Regions from separate parts of the Sus scrofa genome. Here region 1 is linked to region 2. A link is a contact called in public HiChIP or PLAC-seq data. All regions are on one chromosome and are shown on one strand. The core of a region is the stretch at or near the end of the contact, and the rest is flanking DNA. Distances in the headings are between cores, read along the strand shown.

Region 1 (5,635 bases), core at 2,993-5,492, 200 kb before region 2:
TTCATGTACAGGTTTTATATGATCGTAGGTTTTTTTTTTTTTTTTTTGTCTTTTGTCTTTTGTTGTTGTTGCTATTTCTTGGGCCGCTCCCGTGGCATATGGAGGTTCCCAGGCTAGGGGTTGAATCGGAGCTGTAGCCACCGGCCTACGCCAGAGCCACAGCAACGCAGGATCCGAGCCGCGTCTGCAACCTACACCACAGCTCACGGCAACGCCGGATCGTTAACCCACTGAGCAAGGGCAGGGACCGAACCCGCAACCTCATGGTTCCTAGTCGGATTCGTTAACCACTGTGCCACGACGGGAACTCCGATCGTAGGTTTTTATTTCTTCAGAATAATGTCCAAGAGTTCAGCTGATGGATCATATGTTAATTGCATGTTTAGCTTAAAAAGAAACAGCCAGGGAGTTCCCTGGTGGCCTAGCAGGTTAGGGATCCTGCATTATCACTACTGTGGCATGGGTTCAGTCCCTGGCCTGGGAACTTCTGCATGTTGTGGATGCGCCCCCACCCCCCTAAAAAAAAGAAAGAAAGAAAAAAAAAAGAAGGAAAGTAGGAAATAGTCAAACTATTCCAGGGTGCACTGTATGAATGACCCAGTTTCTTCACATCTTCCCCAGCATTCTAATAGGTGTCTAGTGATATTTCATTGTTGTTAGGCTTTGCATTTCCTTAATGGCTAATGATGTTTAGCATTTCGAGGGGCACTTTTCATCTGCATATTTTCTTTGGTGAAATGTTCATTCATATCTTTTGCCCATTTTCTGACCTTTTTTTTTTTTCTTCTGCTCAGTTTTGAGCATTCCTAGGTATTCTAGATACAAGTTCTTGGCTGGATATGTGCTTTGCAAATATTTTCTCCCAATCTGTAGCTTATTTTTTCATTCTCTTCATGGGATCTATTGCAGAGCAGAAGATTTAAGTTATGACGAGGTCCAATTTATCCATTTTTCCTTTTTAAGAATTATGCTTATGTCAATTCTTTAATCATTTTCACTTAAATATCTAGTAGTCTCTTTCTGATTTGCTGTTATATCTGTTAGCACACAAATTCTTCCCACTATTGTATATGTGAGCTCTACCTCATGCTGGTTCATTTCTTCATCACTTTTATCTATTATGAACTCATTTTGAAGGAGGAGGGATGTTCTTTTTTCCACATCTTAGTGCCTTGACTTGTGAGAGTCACTCTTCTTTGATGTTTTATGTTTTCTCTTGCCAGGTTTTGAGAAATTTTGTGAGCCCTGGACCACTTTGAAGAGTTATACCTTAGGGGTGTTAAAAATATGGATCCTGTATCCTTATTTGGTTGGTCTGGAGTTTCCATTCCCCCCATTGAAAACATAATCTATCTAGTATTAGGCACTGTGCTTCTTTGCAACTTCTGTGGGCCATTGGGATAAAGTTGGGTTTTTTTTTTCATTCTTTGTCATGGATTTACAGACCATCTTGGCAAAGTCCCAGTTCCAACTCTCTGCCTTTTTCAAGTTGAGAGTATGCATTTTTTTCCTCTGTATGGATGATCAATCAGAATTTCTAGTCCTAAACCTTATACTTGGGTCCAGTATCCCACCTTTCCAGGTTACCACAGGATAACTGGTGTTTACTGCTATGACTTTTAAATTCATTTTTTGTTTGTGACATCTGTAGTTTCTTCTTTTTTTTTCTTTCTTCCTTTTTCTTAATCTTGACGGTATAATTAAAATTTTGTATTATACCACATTTTAATATCCTTATAGTAAGAGTTGGTCCCCAGTATCTTAATACCCATGTTGTCAGAACCAAAACACCCCCCATAACAATGTCAGTGTTGACTCTATTAATCTCATACCCTGACCCATTTCACTAGGCATGATATTCTCTTGGCCTATCCACATTGCTGCAAATGGAAACTTAAAAAAAAAAAAAAAAAAAGGGACTTCCTGTCATGGTGCAGTGGTTAACAAATCCGACTAGGAACCATGAGGTTGCAGGTTCGATCCCTGCCCTTGCTCAGTGGGTTAAGGATCCAGTGTTGCCGTGAGCTGTGGTGTAGGTCGCAGATGCGGCTCGGATCCCATGTTGCTGTGGCCCTGGCATAGACTGGTGGTTACAGCTCCGATTCGACCCCTAGCCTGGGAACCTCCCATATGCTGCGGGAGCGGCCCAAGAAATGGCAAAAAGACAAAAAAAAAAAAAAAAAAGAATTTCAGTCTTTCAGAAAATTACACATATTTTGAGATAGAGAATGAATGTAAGAATTAAGAATGTAAAAAATCCAAAGGAGAGAGCAAATAAACACTGATGTTATTTTATTTTGTTTTATTTTTTAGGGCCACACCCATGGCATATGGAAGTTCCCAAGCTAGGGGTCAAATCGGAGCTGCAGCTTCTGGCCTACCCCACAGCTCACGTCAACACTGTATCCTTAACCTGCTGAATGAGGCCAGCCGTGGAACCCTCATCCTCTTGGATACTCGTCGGGTTCGTTATCACTGAGCCACAACAGGAACTCCTAAACACTGATTTTAAAATGACAAAATTTGGCAGGGAAGCCCATAATATTTCCCCACCCATTAAGATAGAAATGTGAATGGAAAGCATTGATTTTCAAAAATCTTCCTGATTATGTCTTTCTCTGATCCTATTTCTAACTCTCTTCCCTTCAATAGATTCTTCTTTCATAGTCCAGAGTGTGCTGAATGTAGAGTTCCAGACCATGTCCTAGGCTTTTGTTTTCCAAATATTTCTCCTCCTATCCTTTCATGCCCAACCCTGAGCTATAATTTTAGATCTCATTCTACTTGGCAGCTGGTTTCTGATTACCCAGCCACTCCCTTTGCCTATCATCTGACTATGCTTTCCAGACTTATCTTGATAATTCTAGTGCTAATTTCATACCTTTACTCTCCAAAGTTGCTTGCTATTCTTAGCCTTCCAAATCTCCATGCCAAAAGGGTTGGTGGGGGAGGGATAAATTTGGAATTTGGCATTAACATGTACAGACTACTATATGTAAAATAGATAAGCAACAAGGACCTACTGTATACCACAGGGAGCTATATTCAATATCTTGTAATAACCTAAATGGAAAAAAAAAGTTTGGTGGAAAGTTAGTCTCTTTATGGGTAGAACTTTGATAGATGGAAAGAAAATGAGGTTCCATGCAGGAGGGGCTATGAGAGAATTAGTGCAACTACGGTGGAAGCAGGAAGACCTTATGTTGTAAAGTAAAACTACTTCTTGATTCTCATATTTCATTTTTTCAGGTCCATACACATTATTACTTCTCCTTTTGTGTAACCAATGGTGCTTCTGATTACAATCTGCCAAGGGATTTCTGTTGCATTAGAACAAAATTTAAATTCCTTATAATGGCCTACAAAGACCAACACGATCAGTTCCTGCCAACTCTCCAGTCTCGTCTCTGTACATTCCTTTCAATGTGTAAATTCAGATATTCTCTTATTTCTAGCCATTTTTCTCAGATTATGATTTTAAATATTTCTTTTTTTATGTTTTGTTTTTATTCTTTGTGGCCTCTTAATTATCCACATGTTGGATCTTCTATGCTTATTGCCTGCATTTTCCTCTCTGATTCAACTTTGAATAAAACAGCTATCACTTCAACTCACGCATTGACGTATGCTTGTATGTCCCTCCATCAGGAATACAAAGACCCAAGAACAAAATACAGCAAACATGTTGCATTTTTCTTTTTATGAGCTAATTATATGTGGAGGTGACTCACAGAGTGAAAATAACTTGATGAAAGCAAGGGGTTCAATATATAATTAACTACTAAAATAAGGGTAAAGATATTAGATGACATAGGATTGAATTGTGTAGCTAATAAAAAGAAGGCTACTGGTAAAATCCAGGCATAATGGGAAGAAATCTTGTCTTTTCCATTTATTTATCAATGCTCATATTGATCTACATTTCAACACATTGCCAATGTATTTATACTTCACATTTCTTGTCTTCATACTACTCTACAAGTTTTCCCCTGAAAGATGTTTGATGCTTATTCTGTGTTTCCTCAGAATTGTGTACAAAATTCCATCATAGCATTAAATATAGGGTTGTCATTGGCTCAGATCAGGGGCTCTAAAGTCACGTAGACTTGGTAGAATCTCAGCTCCACCATGTATTAACTTTGCGACTTCAACCAAATTTCTTTTTCTTCTTCTTTTTACAGTTGTATGTGCAACACATGGAAGTTCCCAGGCTAGGGGTTGCGTCAGAGCTGCAGCTGTCAGCCTACGCCACAAACACAGCAACCACCAGATCCGATCTATGTTTGTGACCTACTCCATGACTTGTGGCAATTCTGGATCTACTGGATCTACCTACTGAGTGAGGCCAGGGATTGAACCCACATCCTCAAGGATACTAGTCAGGTTCTTAACCCGCTGAGCCACAATGGGAACTCCTCAACCAAATTTCTTAGCCTATGACTTTTCTTCATCTGTCAGGTGGGGGTAAGAATAGATTGTTGTAAATCCTAAATTGGATAATGTGAGTGAAGTGATTCGTATAGCATCTGTCACATAGTAAATGTCAACTCATCTTTACAAGCACCTCTCTGTCTCCCCTACTGGGCAGTGGTCTCTAGGAAGACAAGGAGCTAGACTTAGTAAGCTTGTTGAGTGAATTTGTAGCTCTATGTAATAGTCCTTTTACTTCACTATCTAGAAGACTCTTCTAATAAGGAGAGAAAATCTCTGAATAGCCTATCTTGTGCCATGTGATAGAGTGTGCTTTGGGGTAAACAGTCTAGTTACTGATATCTGAACCTCTCCCTACCTGTGATCTAGGGAACTTTATTGATCTGGGTTTTCACAAAATTCTTGTGTCCATTAGTTTTTTTTTTTTTTTTTTTTTTTTGTCACCTTCCTTATTGAACATGTGTCTGCATTTTTCTGAGATGGCTAATCATTTTTCTTTTAAATTCGCCTTTAAATCCTTCTTCCAGAGCACCCTGAATGCAGATTGAGTCATTTGCATTTGGTTACTTTGAGAAATTTAAAAATGCAATTACAGAGCACATTTTCCTCTTTCCTCTAGTTACTTCAGTATTACATTTCCCGTGAAGTTTAAGAGTTTAAAGAGGGAACAGCAACCCACCAATCTTTTCCTTGACTTACTGCAATAATCTAAATAGTCCCTTTAAAAGAAAAGTGTGGACATATTTATGTAAATATAGGTATAGTCATAAATATATGTATAGCTATACATGTTGTTTTATATGTGAATGAAAATATCTAGAAGAATATATCTCAAAAAGTTAACAGTAGGTGGTGATATTACGAGTGCTTATTTTTTTCTTTATGCTTTTCAACACAAATCTTTGTTGGGTTAGTTTACATTCTGTTCTCACTTTAGCTATGCTAAAGTCCTCTCAGAGACTGCTAACTGTCTTCGAAGTCCTTTTCCCCATTCTTCTTTAGTAATAGAATTTTTAGCTGAGCACAGGGATGCCCAGAATAAAGATTACATTTTACAGCCTCCCTTGAAACTAGATGTAGCCATGTGTCTACCTTCTGGTAAATGAGATGTAATTAGAAATGTCATATGCGATTTGGGGAAAGGGCTCTTGAATGGAAGATGCACATTCTCCCTCCTTTCTTCCTCCTTCTTACTGACAGGGAA
Region 2 (4,996 bases), core at 1,786-4,285:
TGACCAAATTGACAGGAATTTTTCAGTTTGGAGGAGAGTTTAGAGATGAGCCAGACTTCACAGAAAAACTAAAACATAAAATATGAGAATTGTAAATTATAGCCCATACTGTGACTCATTTGTGAACTATATTTATACAGCCATGGTAACATAGATATCAAATATTGACTGCTCTAAAATTTATTCTAACTATACTGTGAGGATGGAAAGAGAGGAAATGTTTGTCTAAATGGTTGATGTAAGTAAGTTCTTAACTCTCGTTACAGCATGGTAATAAGTTATGTATAACATGGACATGGTCAGGATATAGCAAATAAGCACATTGAGAGATATGGAGTGTATTTGTTAGGATACAGGCAAGGCTGCTAGAGCAAGAGACCCAGAGTACCAGTAGCTTTAATGAGATAATCTAGGTATGCGTCAAGGTTCAGATTCCTTCTGTCTCGTTTGCTGTACCATTCCTATGGTGTTGATGTGATCAGACATGGCTCCCCTCGTCCACATCCCAGCTGACAAGAAGGGGAAAGAAGAAAACGAGAAGGCATGCATGCTTCTTTCCTTTTAAGGTCAGGACTCAAATTGCTTGCCGTTTCTGTTCAGTGTCATCTGGCCACTCCTGCCTTAGGTTTTGCCTAAAATTTTAAGTGCTTTGCTTTTCACGAGTAGTTACTTAATGTACTCAGACCTGATGGCTTATGGTTTAGAACTATTTAAAAAACAAAACCAGGAGTTCTCATCGTGGTGCAGCGGAAACGAATCTGACTAGGAACCATGAGGTTGCGGGTTCGATCCCTGGCCTCACTCAGTGGGTTAAGGATCTGGTGTTGCCGGGAGCTGTGGTGTAGGTCGCAGTTGTTGCTTGGATTCTGCGTGGCTGTGGCTGTGGTGTACGTAGGTCAGCAGCTGTAGTTCCGATTCTGTCCCTGGCCTGGGAACCTCCATATGCTGTGGGTGTGGCCCTAAAAAGCAAAAAAAAAAAAAAAAAAAAAAAAAAAAAACCAAAACCAAACAAACAGAAAAACCTGTCTTAATGTTATGAAGACATGAAATGAGGAAGGAAGTACATCTTAGAACTAAATAAGAAACTCTTATGCCATAATAATTCGAAAATAAATAACCCAATTAAAAAATAGGCAAAGGCCCTGGATAGACAGTTCCTTAAAAAAGACATATAAACAAGCAAAAAGCACATGAAAAATATGCTCAATATTATTAGCCATCAGAAAAATACAAGTAAAAACCACAGTGAGAGACTGCTCTATGCTTGTTAGGGTAGCTATAATAAGAAAGATAATAACAAGTATTAGTAAGAATGGGAGAAATTGGAACTCTCATGCATTTCTGGTGGTAATGTAAATTTGTCCGTCCACTTTGGAAAACAGTCTGGTAGTTTCTCAAAATGTTAAACATAGAGTTACCATATGGCCCAGCATATCTACTTGCAGGTATATACCCAAGAGAAATGAAAACATTTATACACAAAAACTTGTCCATAAATGTTCATAGCAGTCTTATTCACAAAAAGCAAATAAGTGGAAACAACCTATATATCTATCAACTAATCAAATAAAATGAAGTATAACTCAATTAAAAAATGGACAGAAGACCTAAATAGACATTTCTCCGAAGAAGACATACGGATGGCCAACAGGCGTATGAAAAAATGCTCAATATCACTAATTATTAGAGAAATCAAAACTGTAATGAGGTACTGCCTCACACCAGTCAGAATGGCCATAATTAACAAGTCAACAAATAATAAATGCTGGAGAAGGTGTGGAGAAAAGGGGTACCCTCTTCCACTGTTGGTGGGAATGTAAATCAGAACAACCACTATGGAAAACTGTATGGAGATACCTCAGGAAACTAAATATAGAGCTACCATATGATCCAGCAATTCCATTGCTGGGCATATATCCAGACAAAACTTTCATTGGAAAAGACGCATGTACCCCTATGTTCATAGCAGCACTATTCACAGTAGCCAAGACATGGAAACAACCTAAATGTCCATCGACAGATGAATGGATTAAGAAGATGTGGTACATATACATAACGGAATATTACTCAGTCATTAAAAAAAGACAAACTAATGTCATTCGCAGGAACATGGATGGATCTAGAGACTCATGCTAAGTGACATAAGCCAGAAAGAAAAAGACAAATACCATATGATATCACTTATTTGTGAAATCTAAAATATGGAACAGATGATCCTATCTCAATATAACAGACAAATAGGCAAACAAAAAACAAAAACAAATCATGGCCAAAAAGAGCAGACTTGGGGTCCTTGGAGTGGGGGACAAGGGAGGAAGTGGGAGGGATGGGCATTTTGGGGGTTTGAGGGTTACAAACTATTATATTTGGAATGGATGGGCAATGGGATCCTACTGCCTACTGTACAGCACAGGGAAATGTGTGTGATTGGGTCACTTTGTTGTACAACAGAACTTGATGAAACATTGTAAATAACTATACTTTAATGATAATAAAATTTTAAAAAAAGATTTTCCACTTTAAAAAAATGAAGTATACTTATACATTGGAATGTTACTTAGCAATAAAAAGGAGTGAAGTACTGATAAATGTTTCAACATATGCTTGAAAATATTATGCTAAGCAAAAGAAGCCAGTCACAAAGGACCACATATGATTCCATTTATATGAAATGTCCAGAATAGGCAAATCTAGAGACAGAAAGTAGATTGGTAGTTCCCTTGGGCTTAGAAGTGTTGGGAAATTAAGGAGTGACTGCTAAAGGGTATGTGGTTTCTCTTTGGGGTGATGAAAATGTTCTAAAATGCATTGTGATGACGGTTGCACAACTCTGTGAAACCATTGAATTGTATGTTTTAAATACATCAGTGGTATGCTGTATGAATTATATTTCATTAAAGCAGTTAGTATAAATACTACATGAGATAGTTTGCACTCGGTTTGCAAAAATTAAAAGCTACAGTGAAATCAGGTGTTAGTGAGCATACAGAAAAACAGAAACCCTCGGAGTTCCTGTTATGGCACAGCGGAAACAAATCTAAGAACCATGAGGTTGCTGGAGTTCCTGTCGTGGCGCAGTGGTTAACGAATCTGACTAGGAACCATGAGGTTGCGGGTTCAATCGCTGACCTTGCTCAGTGGGTTAAGGATACGGCGTTGCCATGAGCTGTGGTGCAGGTAACAGATGCAGCTCGGATCCCACGTTGCTCTGGCTCTGGCTGTGGCTCTGGTGTAGGCTGGTGGCTACAGCTCCGATTAGACCCCCACCCTGGGAACCTCCATATGCCGCGGGAGTGGCCCTAGATAAGGCAAAAAGACAAAAATAAATAAATAAATAAGAACCATGAGATTGCAGGTTCAATCCCTGGCCTCGCTCAGTGGGTTAAGGATCTGGTGTTGTCGTGAGCTGTGGTGGACATGGCTCAGAACCTGCGTTGCTGTGGCTGTGATGTAGGCCGGCAGCTATAGCTCTGATTAGACCCCTAGCCTAGGAACCTCCATATTCCACAGGTACCATCCTAAAAAGACAAAAACAAAACAAAACAAAACAAAAAAACGAAAAGAAAAACAAAACCCCTCATATGTTACCAGTGGTACAACATCTTTGAAGAGCAATTTGTCAAACTTAATACTGTTGAAAATACATAGACCCTGTGATCCAGCAACTTCAATTCTAGTATTTACCTTAAAGAAACTCACAAATATGCAAAAGAGGAAATACTGAAAATAATTTATTACAGCACTGGATATAGTAGTCAAAAGGTCTACCAGCAGGGGAATAGGAAATGAACTGTGGATTATTCGTATGATACTATACAGCAGTTCAGATGAATGAGTCAAATTCATATGTATCAGTGTAGTTAAATCTCAAACATAATATTGAGTGGGAAGTCTGTGTCTTATGTAAACATTAAAACAAAAAATAATATATTCATAAAATCATGCATATGTAGTTGAAATATAAAAATATGCTAAGAAATGTTTATGCTTGGATTACTGATTACTTTTGAAAAGGGACAGAGGAAGAATGGTGGTAGAGCTATAGCTCTTTTCCTGAAGCTTTATATTTATTTAAAAAGGGAAAACCTGAAGCAAATAATGTTACATCTATGAAAAATGAATGGTGGAAATGTGTGCTATGTCACTTTTGTATTTTTGGTATATTTGGAATATTTCGTATTTTAAAATGAAAAAATAAATCTCTGTTCAATAATACCATATTTGGTTTTTGGTGAGCTAACTAAGTCTGACAGATTGGAAACTTTTATATAGGTCTGCTGCTACTTTAAGACAATGGATGGATTTTTCAACATCACCACACAAAAAAATTGCAAATTATTTAGCAGTTGAAGTTTTATCAATCAGATCATCATAACATGAATGTGATACGTTAGCTAGTTCATAGAGGCTCATAGCAACTTATCTTTACTCTGTCTTCAATAGCAGTTTATCAAATCAGAAAAAGAGAAAAAATAAAGGAAATAATTATTCTTTTAAAATTTATCCATGTCTTTCTTTTGGTTTAGATTTTTTTAAGGCTATTTTCTCCATTTGTTGGAACACTGGGCATGATAGGTCAGAATTCACATCCTCCTGCTGCCACTTATTTATACAATTTGGGACACATTACTTAACCTTTGTGAACCTCAGTTTTTATCATCCAAAAAATGAGTATAATTAAGATTAAATGTGAAGGTGTCTAGGTAAAGAATAAATGTTATTTGAATCTGAAATTAGGTGGATTTATGTATTCATAAACTTGCCATTATGGAAATTAGCTCTTTTTGGATGTGGACTTTTGTTTCTTTGTTACAGAGAAATCAACAACTGATGATGAAGTACAGAAATCAGATATCTCGTCGAGTAGTCAAGGGGTGATAGAAAAAGAATCCTTGGGACCTCTTCTTTTGGAGGTAGCTGTTCTCATTGTCTCAGAAAAAGTGATCAAAACCTTTGTTCTAATTTGGGTTTTTTCCTTATCTTCATGTTTTCCATG

The links. HiChIP or PLAC-seq counts read pairs in DNA pulled down with a chosen protein or histone mark.
Region 1: a contact with region 2 is called in an H3K27ac HiChIP or PLAC-seq map of alveolar macrophages. The contact joins two enhancer-like sites. A contact is called at or near these places in 2 of 2 datasets of contacts at active chromatin or transcription factors (alveolar macrophages and skeletal muscle).

Annotation. Positions count from the first base shown.
Region 1 is chr3:114,284,403-114,290,037 of Sscrofa11.1, reverse strand. No RefSeq gene overlaps it. Among named protein-coding and RNA genes, the nearest start is that of ITSN2, 76 kb to the left of the region's middle. Within about 2 kb of position 4,242, at least 2 of the 83 cell types and tissues checked have an H3K27ac peak or open chromatin away from gene starts, as enhancers often do. A contact at or near this core is called in alveolar macrophages, where this site is marked.
Region 2 is chr3:114,082,095-114,087,090 of Sscrofa11.1, reverse strand. NCOA1 (nuclear receptor coactivator 1) reads left to right here. Exons shown (of 19, transcript NM_001025228.1): 3 at 4,816-4,913. Among named protein-coding and RNA genes, the nearest start is that of NCOA1, 14 kb to the left of the region's middle. Within about 2 kb of position 3,035, at least 1 of the 83 cell types and tissues checked has an H3K27ac peak or open chromatin away from gene starts, as enhancers often do. A contact at or near this core is called in alveolar macrophages, where this site is marked.